Regions from separate parts of the Mus musculus genome. Here all the other regions are linked to region 1. Evidence: chromatin contacts called from public HiCAR-type and HiChIP or PLAC-seq data. All regions are on one chromosome and are shown on one strand. Each heading gives the region's core, a stretch centred on a gene start, on an enhancer-like site or on the middle of the called end of the contact. The rest is flanking DNA. Distances are from core to core; before and after follow the strand shown.

Region 1 (2,700 bases), core at 52-2,551:
AGAGACGACGACGCCTTCCGAGCGCACGCCGAGCAGAACTCCACCGACACCTTATCCTTGTCCACATGGAGACACACTCCTCCCGCCGCGTCGTCCTCTTCCCGCGGCTCCGGCGGCTGCTTCCCCACCGGCAGGGCGTAGTCGTGGTCGCCGGCGGGCGAGTCTCTGAAGAGGGAGGTGGTCAGCCGCAGTCCCACGCCGCTCAGTCGGCTCAGCAGGCGAGCTAGTCCGGTCTCGTTGGCCAGGACGGCCCGTAGGTAGCGACTCTCCTCCTGCAGTGCTTGCACGCGCTTGCCCAGCTCCCGATTCTCGGCCCGCAGCTCCTGGTTCTCGGCTGCCAGTCCCCGGACCCGACTCTCCAGCCCCATCACGTACTCCTTCTTCTTGAGCCGATTAAGACGGGCAGCGGCCGCCGCCGCCTTCCGGGGACTCTTGGTCGCCGCCTGGTTGCCGTCGTTGGCGCCACCGCCTCCTGCTCCCGGGGACTTTCTCCGCCTCTTCTCCCCGCCGCCGCGGTCACCGCCGCTGCTGCAGCCTCCGATGCCGTTCAACAGCCTCTGCAGCAAGTCGGAGAAGCGCTGCATCTCGGCGGCCGCGGTGTCGTCGTCGTCGTCCCCCCTCAACAGGCCGCCGCTCTCCGAGCCTCCGCCGGACGAGGACAGGGGCCCGGGCGAGCTGAGCCCGGGCTCCAGGTGCCAGTCCGGTTGCCGAGGGTCCAGCAGATCGGCCAGCTCCAGCCCGGAGAGAAAGTCCATGTCCTCCGGCTCTTCCTTGGGGACCATGGCGATCGCGTCCTCCTCCTCCTCCTCCATCTTCAGGGGCGAGGGCGCGGGCGCGCGCACGGCCACGCTGCCGCGGCTCCCGCTCCGGGCCTCCGGCTCGCCCCCGTCCCCGTCCCCGTGAGGTTGCTCGCGGTCAGGCGATCCGGGCCTCGGGGTCTCCGCCCCCGCGGCTGCCCCGCTCGGCTCCCGGGGCGGCGCGCGCGTGGCGGGCGGCTCCCGGCTGTCGCGGCGGCTCGGGAAGTCGCGGCCCGAGGCTGCCAGCAGCTTGGTCAGGCTGTGCCTCATGGGGCTGAGCGGCGGGCCCGGGTAGGCCGCAGCCACTCCGACCCCGGGCCCCCAGCGCGCAGAGCCACGGCGCCGGGCCGACCGCAGGCGCGGGGCAAGGTCCGAGTGGCCTCCGGCGGCCGCCCAACCCCCCGCACGAGGCGGGGGGAAGGCAGTGGAAGCGCGAAGCGGCGAGGCCCGGGGGAGGACTCGGCCGCGCCACCCAGACAGCGGCCTGGCCGGAAGTTACTCTCTGCCCACCCCGCCCACAAAAACGCGCTTCGCTCCAGCCAGAGTATCGCGAGATTCCGAGTGCTTTCGAGGTGCAGTAACTTCGGCTTTGCGGTGATGTCATAGGAGCAGCAGGCAAAACACAATAAAACCTAGTTTCCACCCCCCCCCCACTCATCGGTACTACCCGGTACCACTCTCCTCGATCCAATATGACATCTAGACATATTTGACGTAGCTATATTAAAAAAAAACTGTTTTTGTGAACGCTTTTATTTTTGCTGTTTCTCTCTAAACTGCAAGCAAAAAACAGCACGCATAAGGAAATAGTCCCCGTTAAAACAAAAGACTTTAAATCAGAAGTGTTACCAAATTCTGGGGAACGCAGTCACGTACTGACACTAACTCCCCAGGCGACATTCAGAGGTCCTTAGTCTCAGAAAATGATCTTTCATAATACTATTACTGCTATTATTGTCATTATTACATCATTTTTATTTATCATTTGTTTTTGCAATAAGGGTCACTTGCAGAATTAGCTCCTTTGCCAAGAGTGGGTGGTTGGTTTGTTTACTGGTCTCTTGTTTTGCTGTTTGTTTTCTGCTTTTTTTTTCTTTTGTCAAGTCATGGTAGTTACTTAGGCTTTTTCCGTTTTTAAAATACCAGCTTTTTGAAAAGACCAAGTCTTGAACAAAACACTTCACTTTTTATTCAATGAGTTCATGCACATAGCACTGATGTAACGAATTCTTTTAAGCCTCACTACACATTGGGCCAATAGTGCGGGGGGGGGGGGGGGGGGGGGGGGGGGGGGGGGGGGGGGGGGGGGCTTCTGCAACCACCAGGACAAACAAAGTAATGTAATTCAGTTTAACACACTGAGTAGCCAGTGTTGATTCAAACTTCAAGAGTATGATCCCAGAGTTCTTAATTTTAGGCATTTTTTTTAAATCATTTTATTTTATTTTATTTTTTTAGATTTATTTATTATTTATTATATGTAAGTACACTGTAGCTGTCCTCAGACACTCCAGAAGAGGGAGTCAGATCTCATTACGGATGGTTGTGAGCCACCATGTGGTTGCTGGGATTTGAACTCCTGACCTTCGGAAGAGCAGTTGGGTGCTCTTACCCACTGAGCCATCTCACCAGCCCAATTTTAGGCATTTTTAAGCAAAGCACAGTTTGGTGGAAGAGTTTCCTGCTGATAATCGAGAGTATGCAGCAATATGACCTGACCACCATGAAACTCTGTGTAAAAGTATGCATGACATCTTCCATAAAGACAAATGTCTTAATTAGGGTTTCCATTGCTGTGAAGGGACAGCATGACCAAGGCAACTCTTGTTTTGTTTTGTTTTGTTTTGTTTTGTTTTGTTTTGTTTTGTTTTGTTTTTCAAGACAAGGTTTCTCTGTATAGCCC
Region 2 (2,737 bases), core at 230-2,729, 820 kb before region 1:
GGTTTGTGTTCACTTAAAGATGTGTACTTTCACTTACTATGGATAAAGTATCCCCACTCCCACATGCACTTCCCTTTAGATAGCATCAAAGCAACCAAAAGAAGTGATTTCTAGAAACAACTGAATAAACGCACCAAGTTGTCACTGTAAGTAAAAGCTCATATTCCCGGCGAGCAAAGAACAGGTACTGAGACCACTTTTGGGCAATAACCTCGCTAACAGCAAGTTCTGGTAGATCCACCACAGCCAACAAAAAAGCTCTAATAAATCTTTTCAAACAGGCAGCCCTGGATGGTAACCTGTTTCAAAACCCTTTAAACCTCGTTACTTCGAACACTGAACAATCTTACACAACTCCAGGATGGGGTGGTCATTTGCTTCAAACTTCACGAAGAACTGTGCCGGCCATCTCTTGTTAAACATTTGGCTTGTTGGTTTCAAATGGACTGGTAAAAGCGAAGACTATCCTACAAATGAGGACTACATATTTACATCTCTAGACTTACTGACAAAAGTAGACATAAGCCCCTCCCTCACCGTTGGAAAAGCTACTAGAAACCAAGCCTCTCAGTTTGATCTGGAGAACTTCTATGGTCCCGGGTTTATTAGCCCACAGCCCTGTTTCAGGGGTGAGAGTCAGTCTGATGCTTTCCAGAGCATCCATACCAGCGCCCGGAGCTAATCACTAGCTAAAAGCAAGAAGAAATCCCAAGCACCGAGACATCTAAGGCGCCCTCTTTTCAAGAGTGCTTGTAGCTTCTGTGTGCTCCATTCAGGGTCCTGTCACCATCTAGCTATCATGCTAACTAACACCGGGCACTGGAAAAAAAATCACTGAGCTCTCCAAATCCAAGCCGGCTCCGCGAGTGGACAGAGCAGTCACACAGCATCTGTCAGTCTCCCAACAGGCAGACACATAAACAAACAACAAAAGAAATTGTTTGCTCTCCCCAGGGAGGCCAGCATGCATTAAAATAAGACATGAATCCCTTGTCCTACCTTGCATCCAAACATCAACGACAAAGTGTTGTTGGTGCAAGCAACTTTGCAGTGGCAAATCATTGGTGTAAAACAGTCAGGGTCCTTAAGAACAGGGGACATTCCTTTTGGGCTGCGGCAGTGGCAGCTCTCTGGGGGAACCGAACTTGGTGCTCACCCAGTTCTCGGAGCGACAGCCTGCCTAGACAGCCTAGACAGAGCGGCAGCTGTAATCGCTGCCCCCTGCGCCTGGTGCAGCCATCCCCGAGCCTAGGTGCAAGCACTGCTGCCGGCAAGTACAGTGCGTCTCGGGGTCTGTCTTCCCAAGAGAACGAAGGGTGGGGGAAGGGACAGAGAGCGAAGAAGGGTTCCCCACTATACGGAAATTGAAGGAGGTAAAATAAAAATAATTATAAATAAATCAATCAAAATAAAAGGAAGCAGAGCGCTTTTGAGGAGGGTTCAAAGGAGGTGGGGCAATATTAGCATGTAAAAGGATGTGCCCGCCTACTCGCCCCAGTCACTCTAGATCGTCAAGCAAGCTGAAGGGGGTTGAGATTATTCCCTCTGAAGGAAATTTTAAAAAAGAAGAAAGAAAGGGGGGGAAAAATCCACAATGCAGTTCCCAATTTGGTAAGAAGCCAGTGGCTTGCTGCTGCAATTCAGAGTCACCGTGGGGAGCGCTGGCCCAGAGAAGTGGGAGGGAGGGGCGGGGTAAGGGAGAGAGCGGTGCACGCGGTTCGCCAGCCTGGTGGCGCTCCGGGTGCCGCCAAGAAGTCCCTGGCTTAAGCAGGTGGGCCATTCCCAAGTGACGTGACCCCGAGAACACACAGGACCCTGTTACTACTGCTGCCTCAGCGTGGACGTCCTCAGATGCTGAGTTCCTGGGAAGAGGCGGACAGCGCCCAGCAGTGGAGGGACTGTCCTCCCCACCCCCATAGAAGAGCTAGTAGAGGAAGGAGGAGGGGAAAGTATCCAGCAAAGAGAGCTGATGCAGTATTAGGCTCCAAAAGATTAATGCTTTCCGGGTCAGCGAGTCCACTTGCTCTACGGGTTGTGAAGGGGGCCTCAAAGCCAAGCCTTTATCTGCTAATGACTTTTTTTTTTTTTTCAAATTCAAAAGATAAGGACATTCTGCTCCTCCTCCCTTCCCACCCTTTCGACCTAGGAGGTGCCATAGAGGTTCCCAGAAGCCACGGAAGTATCCATGCTGTTCTAGTATGAATGATAAGACCAATATACACTTTTTGTTTTGGCTGTCTTGGTTTTGTTTTTATAAATGAGACTGTGAAAATGCAAAAAGATTTTTTTAAGTTAGCAAGCAGCTAACACAGCTGCAAAATAGCTTAGTGACAGATTTGAGAAAGTGATAAGGAATGCAAGGGGTAGGGACTTGGTAAACTTAGCACTCAGAGTGCTGCCTGGGTACCATTCCTCACAGAGGGTTGATGGAAAGAGCAGAGATATCATCATCAGGTTTGGAGTAAGAAGGCTGTGTGTGGCTGTGTCTGTCACTCACTGTCACTTGCATGGTCTGAGTGCATTGATGTCTGATATGCATCATAACACCTAGAAAGAGCTGGGGAACAAGGTCATTAACTCCTGGGCAAAGACTCAGAACAGGGCAGTGGCTCTGCTCTCTGCTTGCAAACCTTCTGTTGGGCCTTAGAAATCGATCTGTCACTTGTTCATGCCATACAATCTCAGTAAGGCATGAAAAGTAGGTTCATAGAAAACACATGGCAGATAGTTTGAAAAC
Region 3 (2,700 bases), core at 4-2,503, 1.0 Mb after region 1:
AGGTACTAAGACCAACAATTAATAAATGGGACCTCAGGAAACTGAAAAGCTTCTTTAAAGCCAAGGACACTGTCAACAGGACAAATCAGTGATTTCTACTGAGCTCTTCTCAGGTGCCTTGTGTCACCTATCAGCTACTATGCCATTTATCCAGAGAATGCTTTATTTCATATATTGTATTTTCAGTTGTACATTAATCACTTTTTTTTTACTTTTGTATAAGTTGTTTATCTGCACATTTTTATTCACTCCTTGATCAAAATTATTTATTCTCCAGTGAGAGATCCCAACCTAAGTCTTACATTTTTGCAGGTAGGTATATTGCCCGCAAGTCTTTGAACAGAACTATCATAAGCTATTTTAATATCATTACTAGCTAATTCTAATACCTAGTTCATCTAAATGGTTGTCTCTGTGTATTGCATTCCCTATAAAGTATGATTTACATGTTTGTATTATTTTGTAGTAATTAAAGATTGGTATACTTTTCCATTTATTTGTGTATATGTATTCCTATGTATGTGAGTGCATGAGTGCCATTGTATACATGTCAAAGTCAGAGGACACTTGTAGAAGTTGCTTCTCTCCTTCCACCATGTGTGTTCCATCAGTTAAATTAGGGTTGTCAGGCTTAGCAGCAAATGTGTTTACCCACTGACCTACCTTTCCTTTCCACCTTTTAGTAATTTTGAATTATGTCTTCAACAATGTGATATGTTACAGAGATTGTTTTCTGTCGTAGTCATCCTGTATTGAAACTGTTTTGCTCTAGTAGTGACATCCAGATTTTCAAAAATGGATATCTTAGAAAGTGTTGCACGGGATTTCAAAATGAGACCGGAGGCAAGAAGCATCTTTAACATCTTTAAGCATCTTCAACAACAGTGCAGCGAAACCTGCATCTTTGAGACTCCAGGAATTTGATTAAAAGGGAAGTTTGCATTGGGAGACTCAGACCCCTACTTTCCAACACTCCAGTAAATGGCTGAAAACTGAGCCCGAACTGAAATGTCAAGAACCCCTGGATATAGATTGAGAGGCAAGGTAATGATTTGGGATGTCATTTTCACAGGAGGAAGTGAATGTTGTGACTTTTCCTGAAGAGACATGGACGGTCACATCCTGCCCTCTGCGTAGTGAAGCAACAACAGAACAAAGAAATAGTTCCCCACAAGTCTTAAGTAAATGAAATAGTAAGTGTGGGTGGGGTTACATACAAAACATGGGTGACTCATACGCTGCTGCACTGCCCGAAAGCCAACAGTGTGGTAATACCTCAAACAGCCTCTTCCATAGTTTCCTGAGCAACTGGAAGGCCTGTTTGAGAGACTTCTTTCCACAGAAATTGTTGTGACTTCTTGTGTAACCTTTGGAAAGAGCTATTGACATATTTTTTTGCAATATACTTTTAATAAGGGTTCAACCTCTCCTCTAGCCCACCACCCAGCTAAGATAGTGAGAGAGAAAAGTTATTAGGATACGGGGGAAGTGGACTCTTGTTCAGCAATAGTTCTTTGGGGGTGAACTTGAACTTCTTTAACATCAGTTAAGTCCCATAGCAAACACCAAATACAACTCGGCAAGCTGCACATCAGTTCTCTAGGCAGGCAGCTACCAGGCACAAACCAGCAGCTGTAGTTCAATGGTGAAGAAACTACAGTGCTCGCCCACTGGCCTGAGGCAAGGCTGCAGACAACAGCAAGCTGCCGCAGGAACCTCAAGAGCAATTCTTGGGCAGGTTTCTCTCAATGGCAGCAGTACCACAAGTTCAGCTCAACAACGCTATGTAAGACAAACCAACACATGTACGCCATTAGCAAAGAATAACGAGGCAGAAAACAGCCAAACCAATGCTTGGTGCTCGTCTCCCACGGTCTATGGAGTCATATTTATATGCTTGCATCGAAGGTCCTTTCACATGTTTACTATATCAAAACATCCTCTCACCTGTGTCTGCTTCAGGAAAACACTCTTTCATGTGCCTGCTTTAGCAAGACATCCTTTCTCCTGTGTGCCTCAGCAAACCATCATTTGACATAAGTTACTAAGTCCCAAAGAACCTCCTACTTCAAAGGGCCTTTTGAATCTTGTAAGCTTCAGGAGATTTCTGAGACATGGAAGTTTTATTTCCTTTTTAAATCCCAATGAGCCACCATGTTTCTTCCAATATTTTAATATTGGACTATTTTAATTGGAAGAAATTTTCTACAAAACAGATGTCTTAGTTACCTTTCAATTGCCATAACAAAATACCATGACCAAGGCAACGTATAAAAGAAAGCACCCAATTTGGGGCTCAGGTTTCCAGAGGGTTAGAGTTCATGATCGTCATGGCAGAGAGCATGGCAGCAGGCAATCAGACATAGTACTAGAACAGCAGCTGAAAGCTTATATCCTTATTCACAAAAATGAGGCAGCAGGAGAGACACTGGGAAGGAAATGGGTTTTTAAAACCTCAAAGCCTGCACTCAGTGACACACCTCCTCAATCAAGGCTGTACTTCCGAATGCTTCCCAGACAGTTCCACCAACTGGAGACTAAGTATGGGAGCCATTTTCACCCAAACCACTACAACAAAGTGTGAGAAGACAAACAGAAGTAGGAGTTGAACCCGGGGAAGAAGCAGAGACTATAGAATAAATCAATGACTAAAAAGATCCAGAGTGCCAGGAAGAGTGGGTACAGTGACAGAACAGAGTC
Region 4 (2,831 bases), core at 254-2,753, 930 kb after region 1:
TTGTTCAAACGTTTAAGTTTTCACCTAGCTTTATGTATACACTCACATTAATGGATTGTTTAAAAAGAAAATGTAAGCTAAGACAGGGGAGGTCTAAGAAGGTTTTGCCTTTAACGTGGTGGACAATACTAGTTTCCTTTATGTTTGAGAAACACTACTCAACAATGTGTTCAGGGCTTTCCTATTTAAAGGCAAGGCAAACACTAGCTCACTGGACATGTCACTAACATCCTGGTGTGGAATAGGATGTCAGGCCCTCCCTTTCTGAGGGCAAGCTTTGACAGGAAAAAAGGAAGGCTACTCTGGGATTGACAGGAGAAAAAAGAAGGAGGAGGAAGAGGAGGAGGAGGAGGAGGAGGAGGAGGAGGAAGAGGAGGAGGAGGAGGAGCAGGAGGAGGAGGAGAAGGAGGAGAAGGAGGGAGAGGAGGAGGAGGAGGAGGAGGGAGAGGAGGAGGAGGGAGAGGAGGAGGAGGAGGAGGAGGAGGAGGAGGAGGAGGAGGAGGAGGAGAGAAGAAAACGACCTCTGCAAAATTTTGTCCTACTGTTCAGGAGCTGTCTGACTGCTAGCAAGATTAGGCCTCTCCAGTCCTCCAGTCCTGAGGGGAAATCCACAGCTCCACCCTTTTCATCTCCATGACCTGCATGAAGGGTTGGTTCACAGAAATGGATGTGTGGATAGTCTTAAGAGACTACTAAGACTATATAGCATTAGATATTTAAATAGTGAGGTCACCAGGCTGACTCAGTCCCCCAGGTGTGGACTTCTCCAGTGATTTAGGGAAACAGGCACCATAAGCTAGGAGGTGGCTCCACCAGCTGGTGCCCTGGTGCCCCAGTAAAGACCAGGCCGGGGGCGTCACCAGTCAACCCCTGGGAAGCTGCCAAGTCCGCGATCCCTTGCTGTGCTCTGGGACCCAGTATGCTAGCAGCTGAACTGCAGGGCCTGCAACCTCGGTAGCCTGCCTCTGGATTACAAACTGAGGTACACTCTAGAAGCGCTAGAGGAGGAACTAAGGTGGAAAGGAGCTCGGTCGTCACTATTCAAGGCGCACAGAATGCGCACGGGTGAGGAGCTTACAAGTTTGAATTCTGCTTTGCAAACTTGCCTAGCGGCGCTCCACGCACCCGGGGTGCTGGAGGACTGGAAGGTTGGAAGGGACCGCCCACTCTGGAGCATTGCTTTAGCAGACTCTGGGCAATGTAGACCCCTAGAACTTGGTGTGAAGTTGTCTAGAGCGGGAGAGTGCAAGAGTCACTGGTAGGAGCCGTTCATCGGACACGGTGCAGGGGCATCGAGTACGGGGACCCGCTGGTGGTGACGCGCTGCGGAGACCCACCTGCGCGGGGCCCGAGGGTTCTGGACCTCTGAATAGCAGGGTGACGCTGGCTGGAGGCAGGCGGCTAGGGGAAGGGGAGGCGACGGCCGGCGGGCTGCGCGGCTCGCGGCTGGGGGCGGGGCGGGAGGGCCCGGGAGGCGAAGGGGAGGGGATGGGGGGCGGACCGGGTGCTGCAGGCTCTGCTGGACCTCAGGCTCGCACTCGGCCACTCTGCGGAGCAGGCATGGGAGCCGCGCGCGTCCTCCGGGCGCCCACACCTGTCTGAGCGGCGCACGGCCGCGGCCCCGGCGGGCTGCTCCACGCGGGTGAGTGCGATGCGGGGACCCGGCGTCTCCCGCTGGGTCCGAAGGACCAGGCGTGTGCCGGAGCCGGACAAAGAGTCGGGTGCGCGCGGGGTGGGGTGGCTGCGGGTAACACCGGGGAGTTTGCCGTGGCTTCCGCACAGACTCTGGGCTTAGGACAAGAGCCTGAAAGAGCCTCCCTCCCCGGACACCGGCTCTGTACAGCGTTTGGATTCACTCAGTGTCTCTCTTAAAGTGGATGGGGAAAAGAAGGTTTTGAAAGCGCTGTCTTGGATGCAAGGTGTTGTCTAGGGGTCAAGTGGAGCTGTGTATGGCAAGGTGTCCCTGGAGAGGTCAAGGTAGGCTCTCCCCCACGAACACACACTGTAACCTCTACCATTTTCTTTCTTTGAGTTTTGCGCCTACTGTATCTGACTTCATCGTGCTCTGAGCATTAATTTTTAACCTGGCACGTGACTATGAACACACCTTAACAAGCAAGAAAAAGTCAGCAAACACAAGTTGGGATCAGGCTCTGTGCTGGGTGCCGACTTTGCTCTGAGTGCTAAATCTAGAAAATTATGCCTGGGCTATCAACAGTTGTTGGAAGCAAATATTTCTTCAGCATGTAGCCATTTATCACAAATTGCTAACTGAAAGAAAAGATTTGCCCTCCCCTAGAACTTTTAAGAGAGGAAGATGTGTTTAGATGGAGCAATACCACCCCCTCCTGAAATGGAGCCGATTCTCCCTCCCACCTCCCTCAGAGCATCCCTTGAGAAAAGCCTCTGATTAAAATCCTGTTTGTTTTATTGTCCATTGGGTGACATCCACGAGAATTTAGAAACAGCCCGTAGCCTGTGGAAAGTTCCAGATGATTCAGGATCTCGGTTAGTATAGAAATTGCTACTCCCAGGTCTTGTAAGTGAACTTGAGAGGTCCTAGCGAATGCCTTAAGGACAGATAGGTCAATACAAAATAGCCTTATCAGGCTCTGTGAGAAGAGTTTGATTTATAGTTGAAGTTAGGTTTTTCCAAAATCCCTATTGCAAATTAGTATCAGGATATTGTTAGACATTGTTTCGGGGGGGGAAAGTGTTTAAAAGAACTATTACCTGTCTTTCTAGGAGTCTCCTAGGAGTGAGGTACAGTAGTGCATGCCTGTGAATCCTAACACTTCGAAGGCTGGGGAAGGCCAGTGAACTTGAGGCTA

What was found. HiCAR-type assays count read pairs that join an accessible place to other places. HiChIP or PLAC-seq counts read pairs in DNA pulled down with a chosen protein or histone mark.
Region 2: an H3K4me3 HiChIP or PLAC-seq map of embryonic basal ganglia shows a contact between it and region 1, with 7 times the contacts expected there. The contact joins the enhancer-like site here to the promoter of Crebzf in region 1. A contact is called at or near these places in 2 of 39 promoter capture datasets (cranial neural crest and hippocampal neurons), 12 of 115 datasets of contacts at active chromatin or transcription factors (SST interneurons, astrocytes, differentiating embryonic stem cells and 7 more) and 1 of 9 other capture datasets (pancreatic islet).
Region 3: a contact with region 1 is called in an H3K4me3 HiChIP or PLAC-seq map of bone marrow-derived macrophages, with 6 times the contacts expected there. The contact joins the enhancer-like site here to the promoter of Crebzf in region 1. A contact is called at or near these places in 7 of 39 promoter capture datasets (the 3T3-L1 cell line, 3T3-L1-derived adipocytes, hippocampal neurons and 3 more) and 3 of 115 datasets of contacts at active chromatin or transcription factors (bone marrow-derived macrophages, fibro-adipogenic progenitors and pancreatic cancer cells).
Region 4: a HiCAR-type map of astrocytes shows a contact between it and region 1, with 4 times the contacts expected there. The contact joins the promoter of Prss23 here to the promoter of Crebzf in region 1. A contact is called at or near these places in 2 of 39 promoter capture datasets (pre-B cells and second pharyngeal arch cranial neural crest), 9 of 115 datasets of contacts at active chromatin or transcription factors (astrocytes, craniofacial prominence, embryonic hindbrain and 5 more) and 1 of 9 other capture datasets (adipose tissue).

The regions. Positions count from the first base shown.
Region 1 is chr7:90,441,382-90,444,081 of GRCm38.p6, reverse strand. It overlaps Crebzf (CREB/ATF bZIP transcription factor), which reads right to left and starts at 1,301. Exons shown (of 1, transcript NM_145151.3): 1 at 1-1,301. The coding sequence starts at 1,067.
Region 2 is chr7:91,261,258-91,263,994 of GRCm38.p6, reverse strand. All of the region lies in intron 1 of Dlg2 (discs large MAGUK scaffold protein 2), which reads right to left. Among named protein-coding and RNA genes, the nearest start is that of Gm24552, 20 kb to the right of the region's middle. Within about 2 kb of position 1,479, at least 89 of the 459 cell types and tissues checked have an H3K27ac peak or open chromatin away from gene starts, as enhancers often do. A contact at or near this core is called in SST interneurons, differentiating embryonic stem cells, embryonic basal ganglia and 4 more, where this site is marked.
Region 3 is chr7:89,443,859-89,446,558 of GRCm38.p6, reverse strand. No RefSeq gene overlaps it. Among named protein-coding and RNA genes, the nearest start is that of AI314278, 19 kb to the right of the region's middle. Within about 2 kb of position 1,253, at least 48 of the 459 cell types and tissues checked have an H3K27ac peak or open chromatin away from gene starts, as enhancers often do. A contact at or near this core is called in bone marrow-derived macrophages, fibro-adipogenic progenitors and pancreatic cancer cells, where this site is marked.
Region 4 is chr7:89,516,258-89,519,088 of GRCm38.p6, reverse strand. Prss23 (protease, serine 23) reads left to right here and starts at 1,503. Exons shown (of 2, transcript NM_029614.4): 1 at 1,503-1,642.